Regions from separate parts of the Cricetulus griseus genome. Here region 2 is linked to region 1. The links are chromatin contacts, called in public Hi-C maps. All regions are on one chromosome and are shown on one strand. The core of a region is the stretch at or near the end of the contact, and the rest is flanking DNA. Distances in the headings are between cores, read along the strand shown.

Region 1 (6,997 bases), core at 2,472-4,971:
TCATGATCTCATCTCCATCCTTAACTGGTTATATCGGCCAAGAACCAATTTCCAAATATGGTCACATTCTGAGCTGCTGGGCAGATATGAACTTAAGAGGAACACTAGTCAGCCAGTCACACTGTTAACAAAATGCTAAGTGGAGCACTTATAGCAAGAATTATCTTGTTATATGAATGGATCTTCCATATGACCCAGGTACGCCACTCCTGGGTACCCAAGAGACTCCAAGTTAACACATCACAGAGATACCGGCTCATCAATGTTTACTGCACCAAAATCAATAAAATCTGTATTATAGAACTAACTTAGGTGCCCAACAACAGGGGAATGGATAAAGAAAATGTAGAATATATAATACCATAGAGTTAAAATATGTTGTTTGTAAGACAATTAATGCAGCTGGAGATTATATTAAATGATCTCTCTCATTAGTGGTTCCTAAATTGTTTTACAGATAAAATTCTGTCTGTCTGTCTGTCTGTCTACCCCCCACCCCCAGGTGTGTTTATGTGCACATGCACTCCCCTGCATAAAGGAGACGTACACTTATCTAGCGAGACCAAGAGAACAAATGGAAAAGGAGAGGGGAGTAAGAATGACATGCTCAAAAATAAAATATATGGATATATATCCTATATTCACATATTCTTATGTATTCAACATACAAATGTATAAAATTTTTTAAAACAATTTTGTGTAGAATTATAAAGATCCAGAAAACAATACGCATAGCCATTATGGAAACGAGGTGACAGAGCATGTGAGTGGCCTCCTATGAGGAGATAGAGTGAAAGTGAGCCAAGAGAAGTCAGAATAATGGATGAATCCATTCCAACAGTTCCCCCACCTTGACCCTTCACTATAGGAGCCAGGCTCTCCCACCAGAGCCAAATACAGTAAATCAATGACAGTTTTTCAGAGAAATGTGTGTCGCTGTCACCTTTCCCCAGCTCCAACCCAAGAAAGATTTGTAGCCAACATGTACGTTTTTTTCTCTCTTTCTAAACCTAGATTCATTGCTTTGCCCAGTTAAAAACCCGAACATTGCGGCATCCAAGCCACACTCATTAATCCAAACTGAGAGCCAAAAGCAGAACACAGTAAAGGCCACAGCTAGAAATGCTAATGTGCTTTTCCAAGCCATTCTATAACAATTAAAAACTCAACTCTTCAGTCCTGGAAACCATTCATTACATCATAAGTCTGACTTGCAGCAATAAGAGCCTGCTGGAGAGAGAATGTTACATGAACCAGGCTTGGTCCTTACTGGAACATTCTTCGGCAAATATAAAATCGGGCAAGGTTTTCAACACCTTCAGTCCTAGGTTCCACTCAAAAAAACAAACAGCAGGAAAAAGAAAGCAATAACTTGCAGAAAAAAAAAAAGCCAACTTTCAGCATCTACGTATTTCCTAGCCTAGAGGATTTGAGCATCACCAGGCAAACAACATGAATTTACAGGAAAGAGACCATGGGAGACTTGTCTCCCTTGGCTGGTTCTACACAGTTCTTCCAGAGATGGAGGGAGCTGCAGGCCATTCTATGCCTGAGTCATGGCAAGAATCACATAGTCAGCACCCAGGGTTTCAGGGCAAATCCCTAGCCTCCATCAGCAACTCCTCAAAACACACCTTTTACCAAACTACCAGCTCACAACCTTCATAGCCAAGCCCTTTGACCAGGAGTTCCTACTAAGTGCCGTACAAGGGTTGCACTGTTGGCTGCCTGTAACGGGTACACGAATCTGTGGGCAACCTTCTCTATGAAGGCTGTGGGAAAGGTACAGAATGGAAAGGGAATTGAATGAAAATAACATCTTACATTCTAAGCCAGAAAATAGTCCGTGAAATTGGACATGTTTCTATTAGCATTCAGAAGATGATTGGGAGACAGCTCAATTGATACAGTGCTCGCCACACAAGCATAAGGCACCCACTTCAATACATAGGACCCCTGTAAAACGCCAACCATTACGTGCATGAGTGTGATATCAGTTCTGGGAGGTAAAGACATGCAGATCCCAGCCAAGTTAGCCCAGTCAGTGTGTCCCAGCAACCAGTGAGGCCTTATCAAAATAAGGTCTCAGAAGATAAGGTAGCAGGCTCCTGAAGAACAAATCCAAATGTGGATCTCTGGCCCCCACACATTTGTATACACATGCATTTGGGCATACAGGTACATTGTCCCATATACAAATACACACACACACACACACACACACACACACACACACACACACACACACAAACACACACACCAACAATAACATCAACAATGACAACACACAACACACACATACACACACACACCAACAATAACATCAACAATGACAACACACAACAACAAACCCTCCAAATAAAGTAGGATGAAGGAACATGAGAGAAAATCTAAACTAAGTTCCATATTCAACATAACACTATAAAATATTTTCCAATACATCAGACTGCTAGGATCTATCCGGCTGACACAAGAAGCCAAAATCCTACCCTATATTCTCCTGAAGGATGAATGAGCAAAGACAATGGGCCTCCTCCATGGCTGCTTCCCAGAAAGGACGACGCCTAAACACAACAAACTCTCTTCTTGGTCTCGCACTTTCCATGCTGTGGGAAATCCTGCTTCTTAATGTTAGAAGGTTCCTTTTTTGTCATCTGCACTGGCACCTTTCTCATTTATGCAACTGATTTACAAGTTCAACAATAACAGATGATGTGAGAGTGGCAGCCCCCACTGGAGAGCCATTCACCTCCACAGGCACTTGAAATAGATTAGTGGAAGCTACCACACTTGACTGGGCAGCCCAAGAGTAGAGACAGGAATGCAGCCATGTGAGACAGTCTCTGAGGCAGGTATGATGGTCAGCTCAGGGCAAGCTTGCCAAGGCATGGCATGGGAGAGCAGTCAGCATGTTGCCCTGCTTCTATTGCAATTGAGCCTCCTTCTTAACTTTGCAATCCTCATCAATGATAGGTGTGTGTCTAGGCTTATCAGATCAGGAAGAGAAACCACCAATGCTTTCTAGCCAGACCAAAAAGCCCAGAAAAAGATCACCAAGAGGAAGTGCCCAAGACAGAGTTCTAGGGTCAGCCTTGGCCACCTGCTGCTAGACCTTGAACTCACCCACATACAACGGTGGTGAAACCCAACTGGCTCAGCTTAGGCGTTCTGATCAGACACTGCAGCTGCTGGACAATTTTCTCAAAATGCATAAAGCAATGGGCTAAAAATAAAGCAGCTCTCCCAGGCTTGATAGCGCTGTGCACAGGGTTTTTAATGTGCAGTCCAAGCTGCCCGAGTGCTCTGGAGCCCTGCATTCAACCTAAAGCCCTAAAGGTGACTTTTTAGAGGTGTGGTGAGAAAATCGTACAGAAAGACTAGGATTCGGGAAACACCAACTGCTCGGCAGAGCTGGTCTAGATGGCACAGATCACACCAGCCACAGGCAGAAACAAGAAAGCTGTGTTGTTGCTTTATTTCAAAACATGTATTTGTCTATTTACCTATATGTATACACACATATGGCTGGTGTATGCACAAGTATGGGTGGGTGTGAATGCATGCAGAGGCCAGAAGAGGGTGTCCGGTGTCTTCCTCTATTGCTCTCCACCTGAATCTAGGGCCCCTGTTTTCTCAGCTTGCCTGGAAACCAGTGAGACAAGCTATTCCTGTCCCCTTTGGAAGGAGTAGGGACACAGATGAGCACCCTACAGCTTATTAATGTTGAGTAATGGAATCCAGTCCTTGTGGTTACGAAGCAAGCATTCTTAGCTGCTGAGCCATCTTTCCAGCTCTGTGCTGCTTTTTTGAAAAATTAATTTATATTAAGTGCTTTCTAAGAAAATGAGAGAGGAACAAAAGAACTCAGACTAGATAAAAAAGCAAAGGAATTTTTAGTAGTAGCTGAAATACAATGATGTTAAGAACCAAAGAAAAACAAAACAAAACAAAAACAACCAAAACAAAAAATGAAATGTACATATGAAATAACAAAAGTGCCACACAAGATCCCTGTTGAATTATCCACAAACAAGGATAACCAAGGACAAACTTGCAATGATACAGAAATTGGTTACAGACCATCTGGAAATATTTGCAACAGAAGAGAATATGTTGGAAGAATAAAGGCATTGTAAAAGTGTAAAGCTGATTGTCACATAGTAAAAGTCACTTATAAAGTTAAAACAAACCCAAGTTCTTTCTGGATCAGGGCACACAAATAAGAGGCCCAATGTCTAGGGGAGGAATAACATTCATAGATGTGGACATATGACTTGAGTGACTCTGGGAAAGAACTTTATAAATAAAAACAATGCAGAAGCCAGGCACAGTGGTGATGTCCTCAATACCAGCAGTCGGGAGGCAGAGGCAAGCAGATCTCTGTGAGTTTTAGGCCAGTTTGGTCTACAAAGTGAATTCCAGGTTAGTTAGAGATACATGGTGAGAACCTGCCTTAAAACAACAACTAAGCAAAACAAATGCAAGAAGAGAACTCAGAGACATTTTGCAATACACAAGTAAAAATGGCCAGTGAGATAGCTCAGTGAATAAAGGCATTTATGACAAATATCAACCTGAGTTTGATCCCCACACTCATTAAAAGAGGTGGGGAAAGCACCAACTTCATAACTCCCGTCCCTGACATGCATGCTGTGGCAAGTTGATGCAAACACATCATGCACACACAAGCAAGAATGATAAATTTCTTAAATATTTAATTTAATTCAATATTTAATTAAACAGCTCTTAATTTCTTAAAAATTTTATCTAAGGTAAAAACACTGTAAAACTAAGACAGAAGATAAGCAATGAACTTTAGAAACATTTTTATAGACTCTGACTCAAGATGTCTATCAGAAAGATGCGGTCAAGAAGGAAAGGAAGAACTCAGCAAGAAACTACGATAAGGAAATCTAAGTCTGTCCCTTCATCTCGTTCAGACAGGACCAAGGAACCTCTCCACCCTCAAAACCCTGTGTCTAGGCTGAGCAAAGTATCTCTCCATATAGAATGGGCTCTACTAAGTCAGTTTGTACATTGGATTTAGATCCTGGACACACTGCCAGTGGCCTCATATATTGTTCCAGTCACACCACTGTTACCTATATTCAGGGAGTCTAGTTTGGTCTTATATAGGTTCCCAAGTTGTCAGACCTGAGTCAGTGATCTCTCACTAGCCCCAATCAGCTAATTTTGTGGTTTTCCCCATCATGATCTTGACTCCTTTGTTCATATTATCTCTCCTCCCTTACTTCGATTGTACTCCAGGAGCTTGGCCCATTAGTTTTGGATTTCTGCATCTGCTTCCCTCTGTTTCTGGAAGAGGGTTCTAGCTTCTCTGGGATTGGGGATTGTAGGCTGGGTATATTTTGTTTTATGTCTGGTATCCAATTATGAGTGAGTAGTACATACTATATTTGTCTTTCTGATTTTGGGTTACATCACTCAGGATGTTTTTTTCTAGTTCTGTCCATTGTGGTTATATTCTTGACTGGTTATTTCATTTGGGCTTATTCTATTTAGAGATAAGGATGGACTCATGTTCCAGGATGTTTAACCACTGTTTTGTCCTTATACAAGATACTAAAGAGTCTAAATTATTCTGTGCACGTATGTAGATACAGAGTAGGTACAAAGAAAGTTCATCTGTTTTCACTTCTTTTCCTGCTGCTGTGATAAAACACTCTGGCAAAAGCGACTTTAAAAGGTGGGGGGAGTATTCTGCTCACAGTTCAAGGTACACTTTATCTTTTCACTTGCAGGGAAATCAAGGCAGCAGGAGCCAGGAGCCAGGAGCCAGGAGCCAGGAGCAGCTGGTTCCATGGCATCAACAATAAGGAAGCAGAAGGTGATGAACTCACGCTCCCTTTCTCTATTTATACAGTCTAGGATCTCAGCTAAGGAATTGTGCCACCCACAGTAGTCAGGTCTTCAACCTCAATTAATGTAATAAGATAATGCCCCATAGAGGTCCCAAGAGGCCTGTCTCCCAGGTGATTCTAAATTCTGCCAGGCAGATAGCCATTCCAGCATCTAAATGTCAATAGAGACATATTTTCTTTAAATTCTAGCTCTATAAAAAATTGATAATGCACTGCTTTTCAATTTACTGCCATGTATGTATCCTATAGATGATCTCATTACTCAATCTATTCTTCACTAATCTGGCAAATTAAAAGACACTGTTTGATGAATGGTCTGCACCCAATACTGAATACTAGGCCTACTGGGGTCAGATTATTTACCCTTCAATCTGTGCAAACCAATTATACTTATTAAGTAATTTTATATTTAAATATGCAATGGACCAAGACTATTTATTATTATTATTGTTGTTATTCATACTGGGTTTTGTTGTTGTTTGTTTTTTTGAGCCAGGGATTCTTTGTGTAGTCCTGGCTGTCCTGGAACTTACTCTATAGATCAGGCTGCCCTCAAACTCAAAGAGATCCACCTGCCACTACCTCCTATGTGCTTGAATTAAAGGCATGTACCACCACTGCCAGGAACTATAGATTGTTTTAAAAGGGTTATTTTGGGTGTGAGAACTTAGCAAAAGACTTTTGGAAGATGGTAACAAGGAAAATTCCTCAAAAAAATTTTTGGGGAAATTTTTATTATTGAGAATATATACTCATATTCTTTTAAAATACATTTCCAATTTACATTCCAAATTAAAGAACCCCCAAATAGAAAGTCTAGACTCATTTGGGCTGGGAAATATTACAGAAGCTTAATGGGAGTTACAATGCAATATGTCCATCAAGATTCAAAGGAGCAAAGCTAAAACTGACAATGGTTATGATGATTTTAACATTATAAGTCGGGTTATATGAAATAAAGAGGCCTCCTTGCATTCCTTTCCCATGTTGAAAGCAATGTTTTTAGCAGAGAAATGGCAAAGAAGGAAAGCACGAGAAAAGTAGAAAGTGAAAAATAAAACAAGATTTAGATTTCCAAGCTACAAAATTGAAAGTCTATGAAAACATGTCATCTT
Region 2 (6,997 bases), core at 3,028-5,527, 200 kb after region 1:
ATCACTAGGTAGAAATGGAATTGTTGGTTAAGAACAAAACAAACACGTGCTCCTGAGGGGGACTCTGGAAATCCACTGTGAAATGTGCTGCAAACAGAGCTTAGAGCAACACGTGAAGGAAGGTTCTAAAGACCACATGTTCAGCTCCCCCTCAATTGCCATACAAATGGCAAGTGCCAGTAAGACAAAGATTACTGAGGTGGTCAACCTCCATATTTCTGGTCTTCTTCACTTTTGCTTTACCTTCCAAGACTTCCTTACCTTTTGAGTTTTGCCTGTTTGTTGGGGAGGGGAGCATCAGGGAAGTTTGGAAGAGTTTGACTTTAGGGAAAACATCTGGTTAAACCCACCACTTATCCCCATTATTTGTAATAGATGTGTTTGGCTTATGTTTTAGCTAGCCTTGTTATTAAATATAAAAGCAATAGGATTAAAAAGTTCTGAATGCGTAAATACTGTAATTAAAAGGGTACCAGTTAGGTTTGTTAAGCTATAATTCTAGAATGCTGGCCTCCTTGTCATATTTTTCTTCTTGTCTTTAAATATTTTTGTACCTAATAAAAATTGTTTTGAATGATTTAACTGTTTTTAGTACTTCCTGTTAGTCAAACACCACCCAAAATCCCCAAGAAAATATTCTGACTCAAAAGTCCTGGAGCAAGAATGTCACAGATCACAAGTTACAGACACTATCCTAAGAGAGTGGGCATGCCACATGACATGCACGCGCGCGCACACACACACACACACACACACACACACACACACACACCACACACCACCTGTCATGTGGCCTGGTAAACTGATAGGCAACTTTCCAATTCACAAAGGCACTTTTCTAATCCCTTTGAAGTTAACAAAATCTTACTGGGGCAAAAAAAAAAAAAAAAAAAAAAAAAAAAAAAAAAAAATCAGGCACTTTGATCAAGCTATGAAGTTACAATAGTAAGAACCAGACAAGAGACGGCAAAGCCCGGTTAATAATACCCACTGAAAGAGGCGCACAAAATTAAATAAATATTAAGGCAGTACAGTTGTAATTAAATATTAGAGGATCTAAAATAAAGCATCTTTGAGGCTGGTGATATGCCACAGCTAGCTGGAAAGGGCACTTGCCACAAAGCCTAATGACCTGAATCCAATCCCAGAAAGCCTCATGGAAGAAGAATTGATTTCTCCACCCTCTACATAGGGTGCCTTGTGGCAATGACCCACCAACCCCCCCCCACACACACACACACAAAATAGATAGCTATATATACAAAGAAATGTAATTGTTAAAAACTTTTTTAAAGCTCTTTTAAGTTAATTTTCATTGCATTGCATGTGAAAAAATATGCAGCACATATACAGACTTGGCTCCTCAGTTAAGGGCATCCACTGCTTTTGCAGAGGATATAGGTTTGGTTCCCAGCATCCATGTTGTGGTTCACAGCCACCTTTAACTCCAGTTACCATAGGAAGCAACCCTCTCTTTTGGCCCCTGTACATTGGAGCTAGGCACATGCAAATAAAAATAAATAAATTTAAAATGCCCTCTAGGAAACAAAGTTGACAAACAAATCTGAATATGGTGAATTTTCAACACGCATAGCCTATACCTGCGCTAAATAGCAACTATAAAAAGAATCAAGTTTGGAAATTTTTATTTCTCCCTTGGAGATAGCCTGAAACACAAAGCCCCAAACTGAGACCCTCACAATACCATACCATTTCCTACATAAATGAAAAGGGGCACAAGGGCACAGGGTAGACAATGACTAAGAACCCTCTGCGTCTGGGATTCAGGGCACCACCTGTAATCTAAGCCTATAAATTTCAATTTAAATGAAGGGGGGCGCTTTCAGCAGCTAATTCTCTCCAACATGAGCTATTCTAATTTTGGACAGGTGTTATCTCAGTCTTTTCCACTCTTGTAGTGTTCAAATAAAAGAGCAAAAGGTATTCTTTCATGCACACAACCACCCCTTCTCAAGGCCAGTTGTCACATCCACTCTTCCTCCTGATTTTCTGCACAGAGATCCCCATGGTGCAGATCAAAGAAGATACAACCTTGTAAACTGAAAGGGTAACTTTCACGCTGGAGGCACTTAATGAAGTTCATGGGTGACTGCTGATCTCAGGGGCACATCTCCCTAATGAAAACCTCTGCTCCTCCACCTCCCCACCCCCACTCCTGTTAGGTTTCTACGGTCCTTCCCGGAATGTCTTCCAATGATGAAGACCCCAAGAGCTGACACGACCTCTCTACTGTGACAGTTTCATTAAGACACCAAGGAGAAAAGCTAACAACACATTCCCGGCACTCAGCCAATCACAGGTCAGCAAACACACTCTGCCCTGCCCCTTCACTACAAAGCAGAGGTCACTATCTGTGTAGAAAAGTAAAGATTCCCCCACAGGACCACTTCTAATTAAGTCACTACCTCCTGGAGCTAGGACATCGAGAATGTCAATTCCCTCGATCATGGGCTCTCAGAGTCAAAAGTGTCACGTTGAGCACCAAAGTGCTCGCAATTACGTGTTTTTTGGGGTGCGCTTCCCCGGGACACTATCCTACTCTTCTCTCTTTAATTGTGTCCTCTACAACAGCTTTCCCGTCCTCTGGAAAGAATCCGGACTTAGTTTTCATTAACCTTCCTTTCCTTTCCTTCCATCTCTGCCACATTACCAGCAGCAAGAAAACAAGTTTTCCCACGTGTCACCTGAAGCCCCGACTTTGGGGAACGCCCCCCTTTCCTCTGCCAGCCCGCGCCACAGTGAGAGCCCTGCACACAGCCACGGGGTCCTTCTCCAGTAGCTTCCACAAGCCAGGCGACTACAGGAGGCTTCAGGCTGATCCACATAAGCCAGGCCTTCACCCCATCTACGAACCTTGTCGCGTCCTCTCCAGCCATGAGTGAGCTCCCGCGCCAGGTGGAACACCCCCAAGAGCCTCGGTGCTGGGGGGAAAGAGGTGCCGAAGGAAACGCTCTGCAACGTGCGCGGGGCCGGGGGAGCGGCGGTGCGCACGGCTCTGACGGAGCGCTGGCGGCGGTGGCCTAGGGAAAAGAGGGGCGTGTGCTCTGCGCCTCGCAGCCCCAAATGCTACGACTCCGCTGCACCGTGACGCCCGCGAGCCGCACGCTTCGGTCCCCTGCGCCTCTCTTCCCCCCCAGACCCGGCCTGGGCGACACGCTGCAGACTGCGCGCCCTTGTGGGGACAGCCGCCTCCTAGCTCGCCCGGGCGCGCAAACTTTCCCAGCGACAATCGCTCCGGCCTCCCCCGGGGGGCTTCGGAAAGTGGGCGCCCCCTTAGCTTCTGTAAAACCCACTGAAAATATGGCGCCCTCGAACGTCGTTTCTTGGGCCCCGAATTGCTAGTCTTCAGGTCCCTCCCGATCCCCGCCGGCGCGAAATCTCAGTTCCAGAGGGTCGGGAAAGAGACGAGAGGCCGCCGCGCTGGATCCAAACCCTGCCCTCGCTCTCGGCCCCGCGCTTTCCCCGAGCGGTCGGTGGCCAGCAGCTGCTAAGTGGCGAGATGACCAGGGAAAGGGGGAGTCGTGTAACCCGCAGGTCTCAGAGTCGGGCGCTGGGAAGCAGCCCCGGGTGCCTTTCGCCGCGAGCCGGGGCTGGAGACTTGTTTGCAAAGTCGGGGAAGCCAGTGCTGGAATGAAGCCGCTGTGCCCTCCGCCAACTCTGTCGGCGCCGGAGACCCCAGCCAGGATCCCGGGGACCCTACGGTGCAGACCGGGTCGCTTTTCCGACCCCTTTACCGGAAACCCGAGGAAGGAGCCCAGGAGGGGATCAGCTGCCTAGGGCTAGGGATCAGCTCTCCGGCTCCGGCTGGAAGACTATTTGCAAAGCCCGGCACCCGGGCTAAGTGCGGCGAAACCTACATGTGCAATAGACAGGTGCATTCGTTGCAATTTATTTTTCTTTTCTTGCAAAAAAGAAAAAAAAAGCCCTCCTAGGAAATGAAATCTAGAAGCTTGACAAGGTTTGTCTACATTGACATCACTTACGAGATGCAAACCCGAGAAGAAAACCACCCACATATTCCTTCTGGAGAGGGGAGGGAAAAGGCACTAGAAATCCTGCAGCGCGCATGCAGGCTGGAGAGCAGGGTAGCGCCACGCGCCGCGCCTTACCGCGGGGATGCAGCTACTGTCTCATTGCGGAGCGCCAGCTCCCGAGTGCAGCCGGCTTCGCTCCCGCTGCGCCTCCGCCGCCGCCACCGCCGCCGCTGGCTCCGGGCGCGGAACCGGAGCCGAGGGCGAGGGCGAGCGCGAGCGCACGGCCCGCGAGCGCCGGGAGGGCAGGAAGCGCGTCATCACTGGGGGACGGCGCGGCGGAGCTCGCCACCCGGCTCCTGGGTGTCCGCATCCCGGGCGCGGGATGGGGGCGCGCGCGGAGATGTGGTGGAGCCAGGGTGGAAGAGGCTCAAGGGACACCCCCCGCTGCCCCGGACACTGGGCTCCGCTCTGGGGAGGGATGAGGCGGCTTGGGGACCAGGCGTCTGCTGAGATGGGGCCTGAGTCCTCCGAGCGCCTCTCCCAGACCACCGGCTGGGTACTGGAGGTTTCCAGGTTGGATCCAGTCCCGCGGGTGGCGGGAACCCACAGGAGTCTGAGTCCTTCAGCAGGCAGACACACAAACCCGCATGCCAGGTCACTTGAAATTAGGGAACGAACGATGGGTAGCAAAGGGCATGCACTGGTTTGGTTTGGTTTGGTTTTTAATTTCAGACGGTGTCTCACTATGTAGACCAGGCTGGCCTCAAACCCTGTCTTCTGAACGCAGGGATTAAAGACCTGCGCCACCACACCCCGTTGGCTTGCTCTCTCTCTCTCTCTCTCTCTGTCTCTCTCCCCCCCCCCGCCCGTCTCCCTCTCTCTCCTGTTACTGTGCCCTGGAATAAAGTCAGTTATGTATCCCTTGTATTTACAGATCTCAGAAATACTGACATGGCAGGGTAAAATATGAAGGTAACAAGGTAACAGTGTGAAGGGGACAGGAAGTCAAATCACAAAATCTCTTTTCTTTAAAATTATGATGTATAAAGAGATTCAGAAAAGACCGATCGAATAAACTAACCAAAGTGTTCATCCGTGTGTCCCAGTGGTTGGTGAAATTGTGGGTGGTTTTTCTCTTTCTGCTTAACTTTTGTAATTTTAAAAATCAGTAAGAGGGCCGGGCATTGGTGGCGCACACCTTTAATCCCAGCACTCGGGAGGCAGAGGCAGGCGGATCTCTGTGAGTTCCAGGCCAGCCTGGTCTACAGAGCGAGTGCCAGGATAGACTCCAAAGCTACACAGAGAAACCCAGTCTCGAAAAAAAAAAAAGAAGAAGAAGAAGAAAGAAAGAAAGAAAGAAAGAAAGAAAGAAAGAAAGAAAGAAAGAAAGAAAAGGATGGGTTTTTTCCCAGCTCAATATAGAGTGACCAGAAGTAGATAGCAGATTTCTTTAGTTCCTCAAAAGCAACTACAGCAATGTTAGTGTCTGTCAGCTTGAAATTGCCATCACTATATACCCAAGAGTGAATCAAACTTTGTAATTTGAAACTCTGCAAAGAGTTCTTTGGGACCTTGAGTAAGGCTGGTCATAGTGTGAAAATAGCCTAGTCTTAAAGCAGAAGTTCTCAAACCCCAAAGGGGAATGACCCTTTCACAGGGGTGGCCTAAGACCCTCAGAGAGCACAGATATTTACATTACAATTGATAGCCATAGCAAGGCTACAGTTATGAAGTAGTAATGAAAATAATATCATCAGGGGTCACCACAACATGAGTAACTGTACTAAAGGGTCATAGCCTTAGGAAGGTTGAGAATCACATTTATTTATTTATTTATTTATTTATTTATTTATTTATTTATTTTGGTTTTTCAAGACAGGGTTTCTCTATGGCTTTGGAGGCTGTCCTGGAACTAGCTCTTGTAGACCAGGCTGGTCTCAAACTCACAGAGATCCACCTGCCTCTGCCTCCCGAGTGCTGGGATTAAAGGCATGCGCCACCACTGCCCGGCCGAGAACCACTGTTTTAGAGTAAAATGCTGTAACTTACTCTCTGCAGAGAATGCACTTTATAAACCAGAAACTTTAATCAGAAAACAAATTACTAGGCCACTTGAGACAGTCCTAAAAGTTGCAGGATAGACTTTTCCCAGCTGCACTCCTGTTCCCCCACTCCTTTGGATAGGACATTGGAAAGGCTAACAAAATAAAGGTAATAAGCTACCTCACGGGATATTCAAAAAGCAAATGTTTATTGATTTCAGTAAGTGCCTGGTTAAAAAAAAAAACTCATTAAATTGTTGCTTGCCAGCTGGGCGTTGGTGGTGCATGCCTTTAATCCCAGCACTTGGGAGGCAGAGGCAGGCAAATCTCTGAGTTTGAGGCCAGCCTGGTCTCCAGAGCGAGTGTCAGGATAGTCTCCAAAGGTACACAGAGAAACCCTGTCTCAAAAAAAAAAAAATTGATGCTTGCCAAATTGCCCCTTAGTTTACTGAAAATAACAACCATATTTTTGTAGTTCAAGATGCAGGTTTCCATAAGAAGAGAGAATGAGGGTAAACTTGTCACAACTAAAATCATTTCTCCCTCCCATTTCCCACTTCATAGGGCCCATAGCTTACTGTCTCAAACTGGTTAGTTTGCCTTTCCCCAAACCTGGATGTCAATATTTCTATCATGTAGTACCTCCTCTAAGTATATTTACAGTGAGGTATGCTATTCAACAATATAGGGCAAGCTCAGTGGGTGCTCAATCAATTCTTGCTCCACGAAGCTAGTCTCTTTGTTTACCACTTTTTTTTTTATATATGGCAGGTTCTTACTATGTATCCCTGGCTGGACTAGAACTCACTGTGTAGAACAAAGTGGCATTGAAATCCTGGTCTCCTGTCTCAGCCCCCCAAATCCTGGGATTACAGGCATGCTCCACTAACCCAGATTAGTCCAGTAACTTTGCTCTTTTTAAAGTAGCAAACAAGGTCTAAAGAGATGGGCCAGCCCTTA

What was found. Hi-C and Micro-C count contacts between places; a contact is called where the count stands out from the background.
Region 2: a Hi-C map of the CHO-K1 cell line shows a contact between it and region 1, with 2.6 times the contacts expected there. The contact joins the promoter of Tln2 here to the enhancer-like site in region 1. A contact is called at or near these places in 2 of 8 Hi-C or Micro-C datasets (the CHO-K1 cell line and fibroblasts).

The regions. Positions count from the first base shown.
Region 1 is chr4:179,029,685-179,036,681 of CriGri-PICRH-1.0, forward strand. The region is part of intron 3 of Tln2 (talin-2); the gene reads right to left. Among named protein-coding and RNA genes, the nearest start is that of Trnak-cuu, 40 kb to the left of the region's middle. Within about 2 kb of position 3,722, at least 1 of the 6 cell types and tissues checked has open chromatin away from gene starts, as enhancers often do. A contact at or near this core is called in the CHO-K1 cell line, where this site is marked.
Region 2 is chr4:179,230,509-179,237,505 of CriGri-PICRH-1.0, forward strand. Tln2 (talin-2) reads right to left here and starts at 4,278. Exons shown (of 58, transcript XM_027411263.2): 1 at 4,131-4,278.